3 separate regions of the Mus musculus genome follow, and all the other regions are linked to region 3. Evidence: chromatin contacts called from public HiChIP or PLAC-seq data. All regions are on one chromosome and are shown on one strand. The core of a region is the stretch at or near the end of the contact, and the rest is flanking DNA. Distances in the headings are between cores, read along the strand shown. Region 1 has its middle 38 kb from the start of Cxcl15. Region 2 holds the start of Ppbp (pro-platelet basic protein). Region 3 overlaps Rassf6 (Ras association (RalGDS/AF-6) domain family member 6).

The links. HiChIP or PLAC-seq counts read pairs in DNA pulled down with a chosen protein or histone mark.
Region 1: a contact with region 3 is called in a FOXA1 HiChIP or PLAC-seq map of pancreatic cancer cells. The contact joins two enhancer-like sites. A contact is called at or near these places in 1 of 115 datasets of contacts at active chromatin or transcription factors (pancreatic cancer cells) and 1 of 9 other capture datasets (liver).
Region 2: a contact with region 3 is called in a FOXA1 HiChIP or PLAC-seq map of pancreatic cancer cells. The contact joins the promoter of Ppbp here to the enhancer-like site in region 3. A contact is called at or near these places in 4 of 39 promoter capture datasets (the 3T3-L1 cell line, the C10 cell line and macrophages), 5 of 484 Hi-C or Micro-C datasets (ECoMG-derived neutrophils, bone marrow-derived macrophages, embryonic fibroblasts and 2 more), 1 of 115 datasets of contacts at active chromatin or transcription factors (pancreatic cancer cells) and 2 of 9 other capture datasets (adipose tissue and liver).

The regions. Positions count from the first base shown.
Region 1 is chr5:90,831,110-90,834,438 of GRCm38.p6, forward strand. No RefSeq gene overlaps it. Among named protein-coding and RNA genes, the nearest start is that of Cxcl15, 38 kb to the left of the region's middle. Within about 2 kb of position 1,567, at least 62 of the 459 cell types and tissues checked have an H3K27ac peak or open chromatin away from gene starts, as enhancers often do. A contact at or near this core is called in pancreatic cancer cells, where this site is marked.
Region 2 is chr5:90,766,808-90,770,119 of GRCm38.p6, forward strand. It overlaps Ppbp (pro-platelet basic protein), which reads left to right and starts at 1,711. Exons shown (of 3, transcript NM_023785.3): 1 at 1,711-1,916; 2 at 2,246-2,375; 3 at 2,510-3,256. The coding sequence starts at 1,796. The coding sequence ends at 2,600.
Region 3 is chr5:90,610,901-90,614,278 of GRCm38.p6, forward strand. All of the region lies in intron 4 of Rassf6 (Ras association (RalGDS/AF-6) domain family member 6), which reads right to left. Among named protein-coding and RNA genes, the nearest start is that of Gm42109, 28 kb to the left of the region's middle. Within about 2 kb of position 2,086, at least 108 of the 459 cell types and tissues checked have an H3K27ac peak or open chromatin away from gene starts, as enhancers often do. A contact at or near this core is called in bone marrow-derived macrophages, embryonic fibroblasts and pancreatic cancer cells, where this site is marked.

The DNA of each region.
Region 1 (3,329 bases), core at 317-2,816, 220 kb after region 3:
ACAGACAGAAGAAAAGGAGCTAAAGAAAAGGCATTAAAACACATATAGATGTGGAGTCACACAAGTTCATGTACACAGAAACCCCATGAAAACACAAAATTGGAAACAATACATGTAAAAGACTTGTAAGTTATAAAACAGTAGTAGCTCATTTTTTTCTACATCATACATAATTATACAAAACAATATGTTGGGAAAATGTAAGCCAAGTGGGAAGCCTTATTTTATCCCGTGATTGATTCTTGAAGGAAAAGCATATCAATAGGGTATTCACCCTGAAGACTCAGAATGCAATGTGTGACATTGCACAGTCTTCGTGTGTTTTCAGGGCCACGCTAAACAAACCTGTGATGTACATAACCTTAAATCAATCATTGTGGAATAATTCTGATGGATCTTTGTCAGTCTTGAGACCTGGATAGTTTTGGCACTCGTGATCTATTCTGCACACTGGCCTTTGGTGGGTTCCTTTCCAGCACGCTGACTCTGTGGAAATACAACCACTGTTGGCATGGTGCAAGTGTAAATGTCCGGTCATTGTCTGAGGCTGGCATGTAATTTCCATACACGTTAGGAAAACCCACTAGGGTCAAACGGCAGTCATTAAGCTGCATGTAAGCCATAGTAACACGTTCCTCAGAACACACTGGGCCTTATTTCAAGCAGTAGTTGCTGAGATTTCATTTTTTCAGTTCCTCTCAGAAGAGCCTGGCTTGGATACATAAGGTGGTTGTTGCATTTTTACTTTCACAAACTCTGGAAGTCTGGTGGAACCTTTGAGCAAAAGCAGCACCATGTGCATTTGGAGGTAAATGGGAGCCAGGGGTATCTTAGATAAGCGTTCTCAAAATGAGGTCTGGGGTCCCAGGAGATGCCAAGACACCTTCAGAGCATCTATGAGGCCGAAAGAGTCTCATAACTCTGTGAAGATGTTTTCCTGGCTCACCACAGGAGTGCTCCAGTGGTATCATGTGTGAAGATGTCAGTGTCTTAGAAGCTAGTAGAAAATTTTCCAGTCTTAATTTGTCATTCAGTAAATATAAATGCAGATAGCCTACGTTCTGAAAGTGGGGTTCTAGGGTCCCTTGGTTAGTTTTAAAAATTCAAAGTCACTTTGAGTTTTGTTTTGTTTTGTTTTGTTTTAAAGCTTGAGAGTGGCCGTGCAGAGCAAAGTTGTCCAATTAAGTTTATATCAGTGACAGATGGGCTTATCAGACCTTCGCTCTCAGACAGTAGCCATGGAACACTTAGCTGCTGCCTCCCGAAAGTGCAAGCAGACCAGTTCAGGATCTGAAGCTTTGTTTTGGTTTGACTTAAATGTAAGTGCAAACAGTCGCTGTGGGGTGTGTGTGTGTGTGTGTGTGTGATACTGGCCGATGCAGGCTGAGAGTAGGGGTGTCTCACTCCTGACTGCGTACTCCCCCTCTGTTTTACACAGGCTTATTTACTGTTACACGGAGACTTTTCTTCGAACTGTTAAACTCTTGGCTGAGTTTGTGTGGAGTATGAGGCAAATCTCTAACCGCAAGCATGCAGTGGAAAGATTAGGCATACTTTTGAAACGAGTTTGTGTACCAGATCATATTCTTGGCTCAAGAAAGAAAAAGAAAGGGGGCTGGGGAAAGGCTTGTGGTTGCTACTCTGGGAACTAAAGAATTCAAAAGGCTTGTTCTCCATGTTTCGTAGACACAGACATCTGGAATTGTTGTTTTAAAATTACAAGCAATTGTGTATGCTTTGTTACTGCAACACTTATTCAGAGGCAAGGACATAGGTGCCACTGTTGTCAGAAAGCCAGATGTCCTTTCCTTAAATTGGCCTGCCTGGCTGCTGGCGCCTGGGTGTCAGCAGACACTTTGGGAATCTCAGTTAGCGGTACTGCATGGATATAGTGCATCTGCTTCTCACACTTCTGCCAACCTTGTGTATTGGTTTGCTTCTCTCCATGGTGTTAAAACAATGACTGAAAGCGTCTTGGGTAGGGCAAGGGTATATTTAGCTTATAGTTGCACATGACAGTCCATCGTCAAGGGAGAGCATGGCGGGAACTCAAGGACTTTGAGGAGGAACTGAAGCACAGGCATAGAGGCTGTTCCTCACTGGCTTGCTCCCCAGGGCTTGCTCAGCTAGCTGTCTTACAGAGCCCAGAACCACCTGCCCAGGAGTGGTACTGCCACAGTGGGCCGGCCCTCCTAGATCAATGATTAATCAATAAACGAACCCACAAACATGCTTAGAGACTAATTTAAAGGAGAAAATTTCCTAATTGAGGTTCTCTTTTCCCAGTTGTCTCTAGTTTGTGTCAAGTTGACAAAAACTTGGCGAGAACACTGTGCATCCAGAAGACGTAGTGGATGGAGACTTGACTTGAAAACTTAAGCTTTGAGTTTTCTGACCCTGGTGAGCTATTGAGCTTCTCTGAATTTTTGTCTTGGTAATAAAATACAATTCTGACAGGGGTTCTGCTACATGCTGATGATCTTGATCTTTTCTGGCAGTCTCCCATCAAAACAAATGTTTATCAAATGCTTTTCAAAGAAATGTTTATCAAATGTTTTTCAACTTTATATGCGGTAACTTTCAGTGAGTAGGGACAGTAGGTGTTTCTTTTTCCCCCTAATATCCTGGTTAAAAATAAAAAGTGAGGGATTCTGTACAATAGTGCCGATCTCTAGCAGTGATCCTCAGCCTGGTTCCAACATTAATTTCACTCACGTTTCTTCCCTTAGAGAACTGCATAGTCTTTAAATGTGTTCTGCTTCTTACCCTTTTTTTCTGGGTCTCTAACTAAAGGCATTGGGCGGTACCCCATGCCACAGCCTGAATGCTATACTGCCCTGCAATTTCCCCCACAAAATTTGTCCATCAGGAAATAGGAAGAAAATGGCCAGATAATTTTCTAGAACATAAAACAGTCCATTGCCCAGTTCCAGACAGAGTGCTTGTTCCTTGCTGAAATCCCAGGAGCCCAACTTCTAATGGTTGCATTTTTATGAGCTTTTTTTGGTCTTCTGGACTCTTACCACGTTTGAAGGCTCCATCTATCCTTCAATTCCAAAGTTTGACAACTACCCACTCCTAGTATTAGTAGGTTATGTTACTGTTGCTGTTGCTGTAGCTCAATGTCTGATAGAAGTTGATTTACTTGGGATCACAGTTTAGAGGGATGGACTCCATCATGGCCGGGAGGTGTGGTAGCCAGGAACAGCTTGGGCCAGGGCAGCAGGAAATGGAAGCTCGTTGTACATTTTCTTCACATCTCTGGAGATCATAGGGTAGGCAGTGTGATCCAGAATCAGGGCCAATCTGAAATCCTCAAGGCTTCCCTT
Region 2 (3,312 bases), core at 461-2,960, 160 kb after region 3:
GAGAAAGAAAAAGTTAAATGAATAAGTCACATAAGAATTTTATAAAGTCTGGAGCATATTTGTTATTTAATATTTTTTGAGTAAACAGAAACTACCAAATAGTTGTTTTATCTAAAGGCTGACTAATAAAGCCTGTAAATTTTACATGACAATTAATTTGTTGATACCTCCTTCTGAACCTTGCTGACAATGTCTTCTTTGTGACAAGATGCATTTATTGATTGACTTAAAGCAGGTCATCATGGGGCATGCCTGCAGTCTTAGCACTTGGGAAACTGGAGGGGGGGGAGAGGAGGAGCCTATATTCAAAGCTATCCTAGGCTATAGAGCAGTGGTTCTCAGCCTTTCTAATGCTGTGACCCTTTAACTCAGTTCCTCGTGTAGTGGTGACCCCTAATCATAAAATTATTTTCATTGCAACTTCATAACTGCAATTTTGCCACTTTTATGATTACAATGTAATTATATATTATTATGCAGGATATCTGATATGTGACTCTGTGAATGGGTTGTTTGACCCTCAAAAGGTCAAAACCCACAGGTTGAGAAACACTGTGAGTTTGAAGCCAGCTTGTTGTACACTGAGTGTTCCTTGCACCTAAGATACTTTATACAGTTCCTCTCAAAGAACTAGAGTAACCTTAACAATTGAACACGGAAAAAAAGTTTAAGTGGCGTTAAACATGGAGAAAAATGTACAGTGAAGCCCATAAATACTGTCAAGAATGGGGAGAGTTGTTTGTGGTGGCCAGAAATGGGAAGCTTGTGAATAATGTTAAAAATTCTTTCCATTTCCCTCTGAGTTTTAGAAGATGTGTAAACCAGCGACTCCTATAGACTCGTGCTTCTGTACAGCGCGATCTTCCTGTGCATCTGTGGTTAATGTGTGTCTCCATAAATATATACATATAAATGCATCTACAATAGAAATGCCAAACTTTTACTTGGCAATGGTAGCTACAGATGGCTACCATTGAAAAGCAGTAGTGTGGAGTAACTGTGAAGGGAAAGGGGCATATTTAATTTTCATATGCCTAGAGTGTATGAATATTTCATTAAAAATAAAAGAGACAACAAATAAGTTGATCTTGATATTTTTGTACACTCATACAGTAGAAACAAGTAATTTCTTACATAAAGAAATTTTTATTTACATATTTGGATAAAATCAAAAGAAGGTAATTTACTCAGAAGACAGAGAGAAGCCCATAAACTCACACCCAAAGTGAATCCTTCATATTAAGTGACTCAATATTTTTCACCCCACACACCTTACAAATTCTGATACCCAGCAGGAACCAGCACAGGAACTCTCTCTGTCATTTGGTGGGAGTAGAGAAGCTCCTCCTCAAAGACCACAGGCTTGTGACTGAAAGTATGCTCAAGAGTCCACTAAGCCCCAAAACTACTTTGTAGAAAAGGTGTGGCCTGTGACTACCTGCTCACACAGAGAATGCAGTGATCTGACCTAGGTCTGACCTCTAAGTCGGGGGCTATGCATCTGTATGAATCAGAGCCAGAGAGAAACAGCAGGAATGTGGATGAACTGATGCAGAACTGGTAGCTAACTCTGCAGGATTTTTAACCTGTCTGGTTGATATGGGTTGGACACAGCTTGACCATCCTTTTATGGTTACAGAGCCACATACACTCACTTCCCCTTCCCCACCTCTTCGGCAGTATAAAAAGAGGTCTGGAGGCATATAAAGCAACATAGCAGCAGTGTTCTGGGCAGCTCAGCCTCACGTTGTTCCCTCCTGGCTCTGGGGACAGTTCTAGCTCACTGCTCTTCATTATGGGCTTCAGACTCAGACCTACATCGTCCTGCACCAGGGCCTGCCCACTTCATAACCTCCAGATCTTGCTGCTGCTGGGCCTGATCCTTGTTGCGCTGGCTCCCCTTACAGCTGGAAAATGTAAGAGAAATTCAGGGAAAGATGAGTATGAAGGCTGCTTCCCTTCATCATGTGTCTAAGCGGCTTGTGGTGCTCATGGTGGGGCTTGGGGTATGTGCATGGATTGTATCAGTGCTTCTGGGTTTGGAGGATGTAGTGACTAAGAATTCTAAGACATACTTATGAGGACTTCGTTACATGGAAGACAATCTGCTAGCTTTGCCATTCAAAGTTTACAGATCCTATTCACCATGTTTGTGGGAAAGAGGGGCAATTGCCTTCAATTTACAAGTTAGGAAAGGGAGGAGAATAATGCATAGTCACCAATTAAGACTTGTGCTCCATTGTAGCTGATGGCATGGACCCATATATCGAACTGCGCTGCAGATGTACGAATACCATCTCTGGAATCCCATTCAATTCTATCTCCCTTGTGAATGTGTACAGGCCAGGAGTTCACTGTGCTGATGTGGAAGTGATGTAAGTCCCTGATTCTTTGTTCTGCTATTGTCATTATAGAAACCCTCTCCACTCTTTTCCTCTTTCCTCCCTCCTCATGGATCTGTTCTGACAGAGAGGCTGTTGTACACAGACCATCATTTTCTCTTTGGCAGAGCCACACTGAAGAATGGACAAAAAACGTGCCTGGACCCAAATGCCCCTGGCGTCAAGAGAATCGTCATGAAAATCTTGGAAGGTTACTGACCAGCTGCTTCATCTGTGCCAAACCATTTTCCTGCTCAGGAAGGGTTGAGGGTTTGAAATCTGGACTTGGTAGAATTATTTTTCCACTTTGAAATTGGGATGTTCTCTCGTTCTGTCTCAGAAATCACACTGTATTCTGAGAAGGCATGATAAAGAATGTCACAACAAACAAACAAACAATGATGAAGACGGGCAAGCCAAGTTGCAACCTGCAATTTATGGTCTATTTCTGCAGTTCTTGGCTAAGCATTCTGACATGTCCTGCATTTCTCTATTTGAGCTTTTCTTTTCAAATGTACTATGTCAAGTTTTCATTCTGTGTTTTTAATAATTATTTCTTTTAGTTTTGAGATTATAATTACATCCCTTCCCCTTTCATTTTTCTCCCTCTGAACCCTTCTATATACCCATCCTTGCTCTCTTCAAATCCATGGCTGCTTTTTTTTCCCATTGAGCATTGTTATATACATATATAATGATAAATTTCGTAGTGGTCAATTGCAACGGAAATCGCCTGGAGTCAAGCAGTTTTCGCTCTGGTCATGACCATGTTTTTCCAATGTCTTATCCCTAGAATGTCTTGTTTCCAAGCAACCTCTGCAACATTTTACATATGTTTACTTGAAACTGAACACAATAAAATCATAGAAAGTAAATTCTGCAAGTAGTGGTCATTTACTTTATAGTGAATATGTTTAACACCAGTAGCACC
Region 3 (3,378 bases), core at 836-3,335:
GCTTTATTACAGCAACAGAAAATGACAGCACAGGGATAGTCAACGCCTTAAGCAACAATGGCAGGCGTTGACAAAGCAAAGCTACTGTTTTCCTCCTGACCTTGGAATTCTCCTGATGCCTTTTGTAACTCTTGTCTTATTTGATCTACAGCAGCTATAAGATGTAGATAATATGATCCTAATATATTTGCTAATAAAACTTCGAGCAAACTCTACTAGCTGGAAATATTGTCAGTCAAAATACATGTCAAGAAGTAGAGGAACTATATTGCTAGTAGCACAAGTCTCTACTCACATCCAATCCATAGAATACGATGAGATCCATAGACCCATAGAATACGCATGAAGAAAACTGAACATTTCCTCCAATTTGCAATATATTAGGAATCAAAAGTAGTCATGTTTAAAAACCATTGAAAGGGGGGAGCAAAGGGCACTGGATACCAATGAGAACCTAAAACTAAAAGGCAAAGCAACCAGATGCTGTTTCCTATGGGGTGGGGACCAGAAGTTCCTATACATGATGACTTATAGTCACCACAGCTGATCAGTGACCTGCAAATGTGACAGCCACCCTGTCAGTTTCCTTCGCTTCGTGCAGTGGTGTGGTGCCACAAACCCCGGGGCTGAGACATGACTCAATAGATTCATTTTTGGCCTCTTTCCTGTGTTCCCCTCCTTGCTGAAGTGGACAACAACTTCCTTACAGTTTGGGAGTGTGTAATTCAAGAAGCATTCCATACACTGTGCACATGACTAAGCTTAAGGGTGGCTCTCTGTACTTCTCAAGCAAGAACTGGTTAGAACTTTAACATCAAACAATTGAACATGTGCAAACATGGAACAGCTTGTGTTGCTCTGGCTAAACACCAGGAAGTGTACTGGGTCTAAATGCTGGGGAGGGATTGTATGGGCTTCAAAATAAAACGGAGGTAGAAATTTGATAGACAAATAAAATGCTGCTACTTCCCTATTCATGACAAAAGAAAAAAAAGACATTACTGATACAAAATATATGCACCTGTTCACTTCCTGCTCTTTATTTCATTCTGCCATGGCTTGCCTAAAATATGCAAACACTGACTTTAAAGAGATATTAAAATAGAAATGGAAACCAGTGAGAACAAAAATAACTCCAGTGAGGTTCTTCTTGTCTATTTTGGCTTTTAACACACAAAATTTCTATAAGAAAACATTTGGCCCTGATACGATAGAGATCAAAGTCCCTCCTACAGAGTCATTTCCATACTTGCAAGTGGTCAGAGCTCAAACACACCGCTGTACTTTTAAACCTTCACCATCCCCATTAGGGTAATACTTCCTCAGTGTGACTCACTGCCAACATGACTAAAGCAAGATAACAGTAGTGAATATTTTCTCCAAGGAATAGAAAGATGCTCAACTGGAGTCCTTGCAGCTGAGCACACACTGTCCATGTCCTTCGTTGTCTACTAACCCACCAACAGGAGACAGTAAGTCTGAGCAGCAGTGTTAAGTCCTGACCATAGATGCCCAAAACGGACAAAGAATGAGAGAAGCTTTGAAAGAGGGGAATGGTCAAATTCGTTACACAATTTAATGGGGCCCGGAATTTGAGTGAGTCACCTAAGAGGAAGTGATCAAGGGAGGGAGAGTACCTAAGACTGAATGGACACAGAGAACAGTGCCTCTGGTGTCTCTATATGCCACCACAGAGAGGCCAGGGAGAGCCATTCTCTCTGCAGTGTGCCTTCATGTCTGAAGAGCAAGCTGACTGCACCAACTAAATAATGCTATCATGCTTGTGTGTGTGTGTGTGTGTGTGTGTGTGTGTGTGTGTATGTGTGTGTGTGTATGTGTGTGTGTATGTGTGTGTATGTGTGTGTGTGTATGTGTGTGCATGTGTGTATGTGTGTGTGTATGTGTGTGTGTGTGTGTGTGTGTGTGTATGTGTGTGTGTGTGTGTGAAAGAGAGACAGAGAGAGAGAGAGAGAGAGAGAGAGAGAGAGAGAGAGAGAGAGAATGAATCAGTCAGTCTGCACTGTATGCATAAGGGGTGTGGTCTCTTCCTGCTAATTCTTACTAGAATGAGAAGTTTCATGGCAGACGCATAATTACAATGCTCTAGTGAGTCTTGTTACTGTGCTAAAGGACAGGCTGATACCTCCAGTGTTCTAGTACATGTCTGGTTATTCTGTTGAATCACAGGCTTATGAAATTGTCTAGGTGTATTTTCTCAAGTTTAAATCATGAGAAATAACTTCTGCTTGCTTCCAAAGCTGTTATAGCTTGAACTTGGGATGTACTCCACAGGTTCGTGGGTTTGAGCACTTGGACCCTTCAACTGGTAGTGCTGTGTGGAGTCTTTGAGACCATGGCCTAGCTTGCAGAAGTAAGTCCCTGGGGTCAGACCTTGAAGATACCTGGATCAGAGCTCCCTGCTTCCTAACTTGCTAAGATATGAGCATGCCATGATGGCTCAAGCTCCTACTGTTTGGCTGGAGTCCCTTCAGCTCCCATGCCTTCTCTACCGTGGTGGTCTGGACATCAGAAAATGTGAGGCCAAACAATCCTCTCCTCCGTCCATTGCTCTGTCATGCTTGGCTATGCTGATGAGAAGAGTTACAGAGAAACCCTGCATCGAACCCCCTTCCGCCCCCCCCCCCCAAAAGTTACTAGCATACCAGCACTGTTCTAAGGGAAATGGGCTCTGCAGAAGGCAAGAGAAGGTGATAGTTTATAATCTGCTGTGGCATAGGCAAGAACACCACCCATATGATCTGTCCCCACCCTTGGCTCCTAAAACTCACCGGCAATTTCCATGTCTTTCATTCAAAGCTAGTATGTTGAATTGGTGAGATTAAAACATATCTTTGAATAACTATTAAAACAACAGTGGCTTATCACAACTGTAGAAGTGCCAACCTCCTCGACGTATCGCTGTAACACTGCACACTTATGAAGTTTTAATGAACTGGAAGGAATCAGAATTTAGCAGGAAAAAACAAAAACAAAAACAAAAACAAAAACGGGTGTGGTGGCTCACACCTTTAATCCCAGCATTTGGGAGGCAGAGGCAGGTGGATTTCTGAGTTCGAGGCCAGCCTGGTCTACAAAGTGAGTTCCAGGACATCCAGGGCTATACAGAGAAACCCTGTCTCAAGAAACAAAACAAAACAAAACAAACAAACAAACAAAAAGAATATAGCAGAAGGGGTCTGCCCCTCGAAGGAATTTGCCATGAGTTCTTAGGTAGATGCGAAATATGATCACAATTTTTCGTTCATATCTTGTATAGTTCTTTTATTTTAAAGCAAGGCTCAATCACTTTTATATACTGCGTCTACTGATTTGAATGATGGGTCTTGTCAGTTATTTTGTACCTGAGGGATGCTGGAC